Linked DNA regions of Bombyx mori: region 1 is linked to region 2. A link is a contact called in public Hi-C data. All regions are on one chromosome and are shown on one strand. Each heading gives the region's core, a stretch centred on a gene start, on an enhancer-like site or on the middle of the called end of the contact. The rest is flanking DNA. Distances are from core to core; before and after follow the strand shown.

Region 1 (6,157 bases), core at 1,531-4,030, 53 kb after region 2:
TGACTAAGATATCTATAGGATCCTATCTCATAGCACTGTTAAGAAAGACATATAAGCAATGTTTCCAATTGAAGAATCCATGATAGGAGAAAGACAAAAGAAATCCTCAAGAGCCTAAAGGCAGGGAAAATACAACTATCACATGTAGTATGTGCCATAGGTGTTCTATACTCTAAGGTGATACTACGATCCTCTATTATGAAGTTATGACCACTATTCCAGTGAAATTGCACTAAAAAATTGGCTTTTATTATTTAAAAACAAAACTTACTTAGAAACATGAAAACTTGTACAATATCTAGAATTATCCAGCATTACAACTTTGAAGTCATCCTCTTCATCATCTGGGTCTTCAAATGTTATTTCTGAAATAAAATATGGGAATTTTTACTTTTTTAATTTAACGAATTTAATTAAATATTCTTTAACTACATGAACTTGAAGAGGAGCAACTTGTACACTAAAAGTATATTGTGTGAAGTCATTACATCAAGCATCCTGGGATGATGATCAAGCCATAAGGGTAGGAAGTTTGTAACTGAGACAGATAAAATAGGCTCCTTTCCTGCAAAGCGAGATTTGATGTGGGATTATGGTGGATATTGAGAACTTTATTCTAATATAATGTACCCTCTAGAATGAAATTAAAATGGTTACAACTCTATTATATCTGAATCATTATAACTTTGATATTATAAACTTGATACTTTGCTGTCTATTGGCTTTGGTATTGAGTTAGCACCAAGTGCTGACTAGGTGATGATATCATGTCGAAATATCATCTCGAAATTATATAAGCATCTATATATATGTGATATAATCTCGAAATTATATAAGCAGTTATAAAGATACTTTTCTGATCACATATTAATTTTCCTACAGACATAATCTCAGTACTACATATTGTAGTAAACCACTACATTTTTTTATTTGAGTTCGCAGTAAATATTGTTAATTTCTTAACATTCTAGTTTCTTTAACATGGTGTTTATTGTTCTTTGAGATTGATCTAATTTTGTTTCAAATTTTTTGTAAATATCTCTAAATTTAGGTACAGATGGTTTCAAATCTTCAAGGTTTTCACTGCATTTTTTAAGTATAGTTACTGTTATAACTTTTCGACAGTTATTTTTGTTTTTCTTTCAACAGTTTAATTTTTATATGGACTATACAAACATTTCAAGCACCTGTTAGTTCTTTGATTTTTATTTTGACTATAACTGGGTTTGTTACATAGTAAAAGCCATTGAACACTGCATTGTCTTGTATCATCTAATTACTTAATACATCATCTAATATATATAATAACTATTATGTATTGGGATATTCCTCTGTAAACTACGCAAGTAATTTTAAGAAAGCTGCTTAGGCAAATTTTTTTGCTTAAATATTTATTAAATTGTACCTGAGGAATAAATATCAATATATTTATTAATATATGACAGGTGAACCAAACATTTCCAGAACTTTAAAAAAATATTGAACATTTTCTGAAACATCTATACAGGGGCCTACATCAGAGAAATGCAAACTAAATGAAAAATACAATTTATATTTGAATAGAAAAACAATTTCATAGACTCGAATAGTTATGTCTTAGTTAATTAAATTTGAGGTGACAATAATGTTTTGAGAACACATCATGGGACTGCTTTTTAAGAACTATTAAGAGAATATCAATTTAATAAATCAATATAAGAATAGTTAATGAAGTGTGTACAAAATAGATTAAGTTATTATATAGGTGATTACTGTTATATGCTAATTCTTAAAATTCACTTCTAATTCTTGCCCAGTTTACAGACAAACACCCATTAATTGATTTATCATTTCTTTGATTAGTCAGGCTCAGAGGGGAGATATTTTTATGTTATTAACTTGCTCTGCTGTGAAGTAGATCCTCACAATTGAAAATAAAAAATTGCATGAATGAATTCTAAAATACTTCTGACACACCATGGACTACAAAATAATTTAAGTAATGTAATCTTAATTTGTAGCCAAATTTCCTGTACTGTTTAAGCAAGTAAATGTAGTGTTTCTAAGTAAATTGCTATGTTCTTTCTTATTTTCTCCCTCTATTTTAACTTCAGTCCCTTAATTCTATAGTATAATGTTCTTATTAGTTCTTCCATTCATAAAATTAAGTTTTTATATCAAAATACACTTTCTTGATGAATTCTAAAAGAATGTGTAAGCTAAAGTGGAAAGTATTGTTTTTTATTGTGATTAGTACTTATATTCCTCTTCTGTCTTGTCTTGATTGCTATTAAAAAATAGTTGTCGTTATCGCTATCCGCTCTCACTCGGTATTTAGTATCCATAATTTTTTCTTTAATTTTTAATTTAGCGTAATCTTATTTCAATTTAAAATATTTTTACCATTTTCATACAGATCATGTTCTTGCATTGAATTAAATTCAGCTGGTGAATCATTAGCTCTATAACATCTTCCTTCAATCCAGACTACTTCTGGTTTTAAATTCCGTAACATTTTAATTTTTTTTAAACAGTTGTCCAAATTTGATTGCCATTACAATATACTACACAATTTTACATTGTTGATTGTAATGTAATAGATATTACACTTAATAATTAAGTTTAATTATGATAATCCAAAAAAAATATTCCGACGCTCAATATTATTCTATTTTTTATTTTTAATAATTTTTATGACCTGGTGACAGACTTTTTTTTTTTGGTACAATTTTTCCTTATTAGGAAAGGCAAGGGGACCTAACCCATACAGCCTTTGACAGAGACTTTTAGGTCATAATGTTATTTCTATTATTTTTCTTAAGAGATTTTATGACCTGGTAACTGAGACCTTTAAGTCATGTCTTATTTTAATTTATATTCATATTTGCATGAAAAATGATATTATGGAGTAAAATGAAATGAAGATGATTAATTTGAGACACTAATCAACTGGGATGAAATTAAATGAAATGAATTGAGATGATATGGGATGCAATATAATCTCAGTAAAGTGGTGGTCATTTACTAAGATTTTTTCAGTGGACTTTTTTGAGGATCCCGAGAAGTTACGTCCAGCGGCTTTGTTTCATTTTCCCACATTTGTGCACTTTCACAGATATTAAACAGTTAATAAACCACCATTATTACACACCTAAACCCGAAGAAACACTAAATAGACAAAATAAAACAAATCACACAACTTCACTCCTCGCGTTCCCGCCAAAAAAAGTCCTGTTATTTCTATATTTTTTTTAAGAGATTTTATGACCTGGTAACTAAGACCTTTAAGTCATGTCTTATTTTATAGTCGGATTTTTAATTAGACGAAGCCAGCTGACAGTAGCTAATGTCACTTTGTGAAATAATGTTGCTATATTTAAAGTAATAGTGATGCGTTCAGTTCTCGTTCAATCACATAAATGAACAATGAGTGTGAAGAGTTAATCATTAATTTCAAACTATAAAAGAATATTATTTATATTTTACAATAAAATTGTATTAAAGTGATCCAATATAATAATATGTTACTAGTAGTATGTAACTACAATCAGTTTTTTTTATTTTCATTACCTAGGTACCTATAATTGTTATATTTTATACATCTATAGTTTCAACTATATGATGCATTGGAAATAGGACAGTCTTACAAGCTTCCTCGCAATGTTTTTCTTAATGTTTAAAACACTCGGTATTCAGTACAGGTAGATACCATAGGAACATAATGTTTCGTCGAAAACTCGTTGGTATGTACAAAGCACGGCTAAAATTCGAACCCCGTGCCCGATATCGGCAGTTCGGCATACTAACTATTCACTAGACCAGTGATTATCAAACTTATTTCTTTTACCGCCCCCTTTGAAAATCAATTACTTTTCAGCGCCCCCCATTTTTTATACACCCCTAAAACTTTAAAACCCCAATTTCATTAATTTAATTAATAAATGTTGTATTAATTTTAGTAAATGTAGTAAGTACCACGTAGTACATAATTATGTATTTGTAGATGCTATTATTGTATCTTCATATTATTATATTATGTCCGTACATTGCTACAGAGCGTGTATTTACAAATTTGCAAAGTAAAAATGAATTCTTCTCATCAATATGTTTGTTTAAATTCAGAATCACCAAAATAAATTGCTAGTTCACTGTACTATTACTATGCTAATTTATTAGAACGAAACTATTTTTGTTGAATATCTTTCTCTTTAATATAAGATTCTCATCATAAGATAATTAAACATTTATATTTCGACTAGTAAATAATACTACTAACAATAATAACTTATTAAACTACGAATAAGCTAAACCTGAAAGTCGTAGAGGATTTCATTTATCTGGGCTCCGTCATAGCTAGTAATGGATCCTCCGAAAAGAACCTCAGAAGGCGAATCAGTATGGCAAAGAGAGCTATGTCCCAAATGGACCGTGTTTGGGCGGACAGAAACATCTCGAGGAATACCAAAAAGCAGCTCGTCACCCCCCTCGTCTTTTCCATTTTTCTCTACGGCGCCGAGACTTGGACCCTCAAGAAAGCCGATCGCTAACGCATCGACGCGTTTGAGATGTGGTGCTGGAGGAAAATGCTCGGGATTCGTTGGACAGAACACAGAACCAACGAATCCATTCTTACCGAGCTCAAGATTTCAATGCGCCTCAGCACTACATGCGCGCGGAGAATTTTCGAAATCTTTGGACATATCGTCAGAAAGAGAGGTGACAATCTGGAAAACCTGCTGGTAACAGGCAAGGTATGCGGGAGAAGGCACAGAGGCAGAAATCCAATGCGCTGGTCGGACAAAATACGCTCCACTCTCAATATCTCAGTCCACGTTGCTATCCACACAGCCGAGGACAGGCAGGAATGGCGCAAGATGATGCAGGAGAAAGTTATTAGAGGAGGCCATGACCCTCAGCACTGAGGATTATCGACGCAAGAAGGAAGGAAACTACGAAAAATAAATTAATATCATTTCGTATTAGATTTATGGGTAATTTTTCATAGAATTTTAGTTTATAATTTAGAACTGGTTCAAATAAAAACCGCCGCCTAAGTCAGCGTTTTTATTATTTGTAATAATTAATATCTATACTAATACTAGCGGACCCGGCCACACGTTGCTGTGGCTGTGGCTTAGGTTTTTGTTTCTAAATAACTCGCGGCCGCCTATGCTAATACCAAAAATTGACAACGTAAGAACAATTGGATTTCACTGTATTGCGTTTACTACGAAATAAATTTCACTTATACTTTAGCCTCAGAAACACGTGGTGCTTATGCCATTAAATTGTAGTTTATGTGAAACGTTGGTATTTTTAGCACAGCGCCATCTATGAGATATTAAAGTCACAGTATAACAATTGTCTGTAAAAACTGATTTAAGGCGCCATCTGTTTTAGACTTATGAAACTTACAATTAATAACAAAAATCAACATAAGAAATCATTTTATTGTTAATTAATAAATATTGCGACCATTCATCGAAATAAAAACCATCCTATCTCTCAAGTTGGATCGAACTGCACATGGTGTGCGAATTTTATTATAATCGGTTAAGTGGTTTAGGAGTCCATTGAGGACAAACATTGTGACACGAGATTTATATATATTAAGATTATAAAGAGGAAAGATTTGTTTGTTTGTTTGTATTCAATAGGCTCCGAAACTACTAAGCCGATTTGAAAAAAAATTGAAATACGAAAACTATTGATGATAGAATAAAATAATGTACTACGACTTTGTAGAAAACATTATTATTTACAAAAAGTGTCGCGACAGCATATGTCTAACTATTATAGTTATGCCGCAATAAGTGTTCTTTTATTTAAAAAAATGCCCCTGGTAAGACACGGAGTGCCCCCTTACCTTCGCCGACTGGTGGCTTCGTACTTGGAGGACAGATCGGTCACGTGTACTGGTCACGGTGGGATCGTACACAGGCTCCCAGTCGTGGGCGATGTTCCACAGGGCTCAGTGCTCGGCCCCCTTTTGTGGAATATCGGGTATGACTGGGTACTGAGAGGTGCCCTCCTCCCGGGCGTAAGCGTAATCTGTTACGCAGACGATACGCTAGTCGTGTCCCGGGGGGAGGGGGGGGGGTTGGAGGGTAGCGAAGTTGCTGCAACGGCCGCAACGCACCATCGCAGTCAGGATCATCCGTGTTTATCGCACCATCTC
Region 2 (6,106 bases), core at 3,067-5,566:
AAGTCGTATATTTTAAACTAAAGTTTTTATGTCTAAAGCGAAACGATTCATAACTTGACATGTGAATTTTGCCCACATTATATTATTTTGACAGTACTTCTATGGCTGCCTCATCCTTCAAAAAGAAACGTATTACATACTGCTTGACGACAAAAATAGGCAGTGTGGTGGTACCTACCCGTGCCGGCTCAAACAAGCCACAATTACAGACGTAAATATTCTCAAATACCCTAATTAGTTTAAAAAGAGGATTTTAATATTTACTGCATACACTCACTTTAGCAAGGTACCAAACTACCACAATCAAATACAAAAGTCGAATGTTAATTGATGATCTAAAAAACTGCTAATTTGAATCTATACTTATATATAAATCTACAGTGGTTTTTACGGATGTTCCGATATAACTACTGAACCATGCATCCGATTGACTTGAAACTTGGTATCCATGTAGAAAATACATGTACTCAATGGATACGCTAATATTTATATGAGTGTTGGACTTCCTACACCAGTTGCGGGGGCGTTAATGATCTTGATGAATCTTGATGAATCTTTGTGGGGGTGAGAAATAATAATGTTAAATTAAATACCCAGCGAAGCGGACGGGTACAGCTAGTTGGTACTAAAGTCACTTAAGTGAGTTTGAGTATTTCCTTTGAAAGAAATTTATTTACCTGCAACTGTGCAATATTCATATCGGTGAGCAGCTGTCGGGATACCCGACGTCGATCAGCAGCTAACGGCGCGCTTGCCTTCTCCATGCTACGTCTTAACATTTCGGTCACGGGCGACACCGGACGGCTGCGACGTTCATGCTAGAAGTGTAATATATATCCACTGAATAACACTTATTTTGTGTATAATGTTGTTCTGATTTCGACCAGTGTCTAATGTAATGTTCAATTCTTACAAAATATGCATAACCATAACAAACTGCATAAACAAAATTCAATATTGTTATTAAATTCCAATTTCAACTATATTGTAAGCAAAGATTTTTCTCCAGCGTTACCGCTGTCCAAAACACACATACAATTCGTATTTACGCTCCGATAAACAAAGGGACACAACTTAACCCACAGACACAGCCCACTGAGTTTCTCGCCGGATCTTCTCAGTGGGTCGTGTTTCCGATCCGGTGGTAGATTCTGTGAAGCACTGCTCTTGCTAGGGCCAGTGTTAGCATCACTTCGATCTGAGCCCCGTGAGCTTACGTACATGTTAGGGCAAACCTGAAATAGCCTCTCAAGGCTATCAGCATAGCTAGGGAAAAAAAAAGGAACACAATAGTCTTGCCATTACTGGACTAGAGTCTCACCTCCATTTGAATACGTGCCATTTCTTTTGCTTGGGCCAGCGCAATCCGCGCCTCGGTCTGAAGTGTCGCCTGTAGTGCATAAAAATCTGACTCTTTCAGCTCAATATGACCCAACGAGTGTGAAGAACGGGACTTATTATTCTTTTGTAAAGCTGATGGACGCAATTTCGCACCTGAAATTATAATGGTTCCAATTCACTTATATCCTTACACATACATAATAATTTTATATTTTTATATAATATATAGTTTTTGGTGTCAGTACATATGAGTCGACTATTATCAAAGCCGGCAATCTGACTTTTGGACAATGATTGGTAAATCAGAAAAACGAATTATTGACTTTGTATTCCATTGGCAGTCACAAAACTCTTCGGAACGACATCTTAGATAAATAACAGGTTAACTATTAACCTTTATTTAATGCAGGTTTTGAACCGTATTCTTTGAAGGAGACGATTATATTCAAATCAATCTGTATTGACATATCAATAATTTTTTTTTGTCCAAATGCACAGATTGCCACCTTTGATAATAGACGACTCATATATAGTAAAGGAACCATTTCCAAAAATATTGACGCTGTTTAGTACTGCTGTTGATTCCTTATGTGAGTGAAAATGTTAATTTCCTCTTATTAAAATAGTGGTTCTTTGCAGGTTTTCATGCAGTTTGATAAGATTGCTGCTTAAGTGCACAAGAATAATCTATAAAATCACATCTTAGGGAACGTACCCATACTACGTGACCAATTTTTTTAGTTTTTTTGACCTCTCCCTAGCTGATCACTCGTAGTATATGCCAAGACCCCCCCTCTCCCCCTTTAGTTTTCACGTAGTAATTCTTAATTATGATTTTTAATCATTTCACACGCAAAAATTTAAAAAAGTTATAATAATTTGGTTCCTTACTCGTCTTTATTGGCTAAGACTGCATACACACTTAAATTACTAGTGAATTATGTAGTGTGAGTTTACAAAGCGCTAAACATGCTATATTCGAATATAGGTCGAAAAAATACGAGATTTCTCTGACTACGACTCTACTCGAAATCGACTACGTGACAAAAACCTGAGCCACCCCCCCCCGCTCCTGTGACTGACCGTAGTATTTTAAAGACTCCGCTCCCCCCCCCTACACGGGTCACGTAGTATGGGTACGTTCCCTTAAGTCATTGAGATCACCCTAGAAGTTGGGTTGGCATTAAATCCTTCTCCCAAGACAGTCTTATTTTCAAGATGCTAATTTAAGGAAAATTTAATTACTAATGTCACCATTGAGGTAGGTAGCACTTTATTATTTTTTGGTAACAATTCCTTTACCGTGTTTATTAAACAAAATATATATATACTTGCAACATCACCAATGGCTACAAAAACATTAAAACAAAGCATTGACTTCCCTTTACAAAATTGATTTCACACTAAAGACAATAAGACAATGACCACAGCATGGGTAGAAACTGTGTACTCACCGCTCTGAAGAGTGCTAATTTTGTCATGTTTTGTTATATTGACCGACAATGGCCTTGTCTGATAAGGATGGTTATAGTTTAATTTACTGAAAAGACTGGATTGTGAAAGACTTTTTGTTTCATAATTTACATTCTTGTCCAAATCTTGAAATTCATTTTCCGATGCTGTTTCATTCATAAAACAAATTTGCAGATTCATCCCTGTATCCACATTGCAAAACACACAACACAATTAAACACAATTTATAATGAAGCAGTGTGATGATAATTGATTTTTATTTCTCACAAATATTAGAATATTAGTTTCCATAAATATTACTTTTCTAAATATTAGGTGTAGGCTTTATTACAACAATGTAAATAAAACATGTAGGAATTTGTACTGACTGATTATTTTTATTCCTTCTAATGAATTTTGAATTAATCTTAAATTGAGACAATCAATAAAATCAAAATCTAATAGGAAACCGGAAGATAACTAAGAGTTCTATCATGCTGAAAAGAATGTGCTTTGTAGGAGAGGCATATAGTACCCAATTTTATATCAAAACCTTTTTGTTAATTTCAAAAGTTAATTATTACTAATATTTTTTTGTACTAGTTTCAATTACTTTCTCAACTATGTGTGTGAGTGTGTATCAAATGGTTATAATAGATATGGCACCATACAAATACCCTTTTATTCATAGATCTAATTGAATTTAAACTCAAAAGCAACAATCAAGCATCCCAGTTTATAGCCCCATTACCATTTTAATAAACAATATTTCATTGGTAACTTAATTAATCTAAAATAAACACCATAAATGAATTTTACAAGCCATACCACTTTGAAGTCGAGACTGTAAGCTAGGTTTTTTCCCTGGGCGCTCTGTGTGTCCCATACTGAAGTATTCATCTGCATCTGCTCCCATAGCCAAACGCCTTCTAATTTCCTCTCTATCATTACGTTTCTGTAATAAATAAAATTATGACATAGTCCAAATTATTTTAGATAAGAATGTAAAACCAATATTCATTGTTTTGTATCATTTTAAAACACAATGGAGATTTAATTAAATTACTTTTTTATCATGATATGGTGCATAGTCAGTAATAGTTACAATCCTAGTAAATTTATCTAATAAGTTAGGATTATTGTCTGTTATTTTTGGCCATTCAATTTCAGTTTGAGCACACCCTGCAACACCATTAGCACGTGGACTTAACGCTATATCATCACATTGGTCTATAGGGGGATTCTTGACATCTGGTTTTGTTAATTTTAACTTGAACAGGTGCAGTCGTTTTTTAAGTCCTGTTTTTTCTACTGTTTCACAATTATCAGCAGTCTCCGGCGACGGTTTGGTAAGCTTCCGCCTTATATTAGTAATTAAGCTCTCAAACATAATAAATACAAATCAGTCTTCTTAAATTTGGCAAAAATATGGCACGTTTTGTTTATAGCACACAATGGTAAACAAAAAAAAAACGACGTTATCCTTTCTTGTCAATCCCGTCAATGTGACATTTTAGGACAAGGTCACACATTTACAGAATGTTCCATTTAATTTGTCTATGGAACTCAACCCAAACTATATTAATTTGGTCAGTTTATCTGTATGTCAAAAAAAGGTTTTACGATGCTTATAGAACTTACGAGGCAACAAATATTATCCACAGACTCGTGATTATCATAAGTAATCGTGTATAAATCCAAGAGAAACCTTGTGTCTTTTTTGTAATGTCTTTGTTCAGGATGAAAATACGGCATTGATTCCATCACTTTGTTTCAACAAAATTAATAAACAATATATTTATACGTGTCAACACTGTCAATAGAACGCAATCGTACACCTTGCTGCTCGAATTGACTTTTAAAACTGGAGACTAACAACCAGCTATACCGCTGAATCACCGTAGAAAGCTGGTTCAAGACGTTTACTACCTACCTATTGTAATTAACTGTTACACATGGCTGCAGCAGACGTGGATCAAACTCCGAGTGTGCATTTACCGTTACTTTTGTAGCGCGTAAATTTAAACTTACTACCAGTGTTACTATAATTTTACACCCATATGGATTAGATACATTTAAATAAATAATTATGGACAAGTAATTATTTTGCGACTTACCCGACGTTCCGCTTCTTTGGCTGCTTTAAGATGACTTTCGATAGCATCCAAATCTAATTTAGGTAAAGCAGTCTCAATATTGTATACATCAAAACTCTCTGAAAACATTCGAAATAATTCATATAAGAGCGGAAACTTAATTATCATAAATAGAAAGATAATTTTAATATTATTATTATTAAATTAAAATTAAAATAATTATATTTTTTATTACCTATTGGTCAGAATAAAATTGTACAGAATACAGTTGTTTACTAAACAGAGCAATTTAATATAGTTTAATACATACCTAAGTCAATCTCTTTGGTGACCTTATCACCATGGACGGATATTTTACTTTGAGCACTGCTATTACTATTTTTCGGCTCTCTAAAACGGTCCCTTGGACCTCTGAAATTTCTCAAATACATCGATATGTTATTTAACAATACAAATTACGAATCTTACAAATATTCACTATCTTCGTTCCATTAAAAACATTGAACCTCATTTTGTGAATAGATTCTAAAATGTAATTAGCCGAATGTAAGAGAAATTATGTAGACTACTCAGACATGAATTAAACCAACTTCTAAATTTACCAGGATTGTTAAGATTACGTCAAATCTATTTTCAATTCCACTCATGATATGTATATGTACGTACGGTTCAAACATATGGATTGCTTTTGCGATTTATGGGTTTTCATATTTGAGACTGAGCCACTTCGAAATTACATTACAACTTAACCTATATGCATTAGCAAAATAGAAGCGCAACGAAAAAAGTATATCTATAGCTGTTTTAAAGTAAAGTTGTTTAAAGGTCTATGAAGCGGCTCAAAAATTGAGGACAGACCGCGCTACATCGCGGCAGATGTATACATGGATTAATTGCACATGTAGCTTACTGCGTATTTTCTAAATTTCAATTATATTAATAAAATACATTATGAGTATTTCTCAATGTGCTATTATGAGAATCAACTGTTAAAAACATACCTTTGAGACATTTTTGGAGCGTTCCTAATAGTAGAATTAGAAAATCCAACTTTTTTAATATCACTTTTGTCTTTTACAGTTGAACTACTAGATAAAATATTACGTTTCGAGTAGCTCTGAATTTCATTAGAATTTCCATCTTTAACAACGGAGTCCGTGAACCTTCTATTTTCAGCCCAAAGTTTATCACGTTCTCGCATTTCATCTAATTTAGGA

What was found. Hi-C and Micro-C count contacts between places; a contact is called where the count stands out from the background.
Region 1: a contact with region 2 is called in a Hi-C map of posterior silk gland, with 1.7 times the contacts expected there. The contact joins the promoter of LOC101741502 here to the enhancer-like site in region 2. A contact is called at or near these places in 2 of 7 Hi-C or Micro-C datasets (middle silk gland and posterior silk gland).

Annotation. Positions count from the first base shown.
Region 1 is chr4:11,850,810-11,856,966 of ASM3026992v2, forward strand. It overlaps LOC101741502 (activating signal cointegrator 1 complex subunit 1), which reads right to left and starts at 2,781. Exons shown (of 7, transcript XM_038021763.2): 1 at 2,383-2,781; 2 at 272-365. The coding sequence starts at 2,494.
Region 2 is chr4:11,795,960-11,802,065 of ASM3026992v2, forward strand. It overlaps LOC101743190 (schwannomin-interacting protein 1 homolog), which reads right to left. Exons shown (of 12, transcript XM_021351118.3): 4 at 5,891-6,106; 5 at 5,200-5,300; 6 at 4,911-5,008; 7 at 3,622-3,748; 8 at 2,796-2,996; 9 at 1,322-1,494; 10 at 678-818. Among protein-coding and RNA genes, the nearest start is that of LOC119628442, 27 kb to the left of the region's middle. Within about 2 kb of position 4,317, at least 5 of the 8 cell types and tissues checked have open chromatin away from gene starts, as enhancers often do.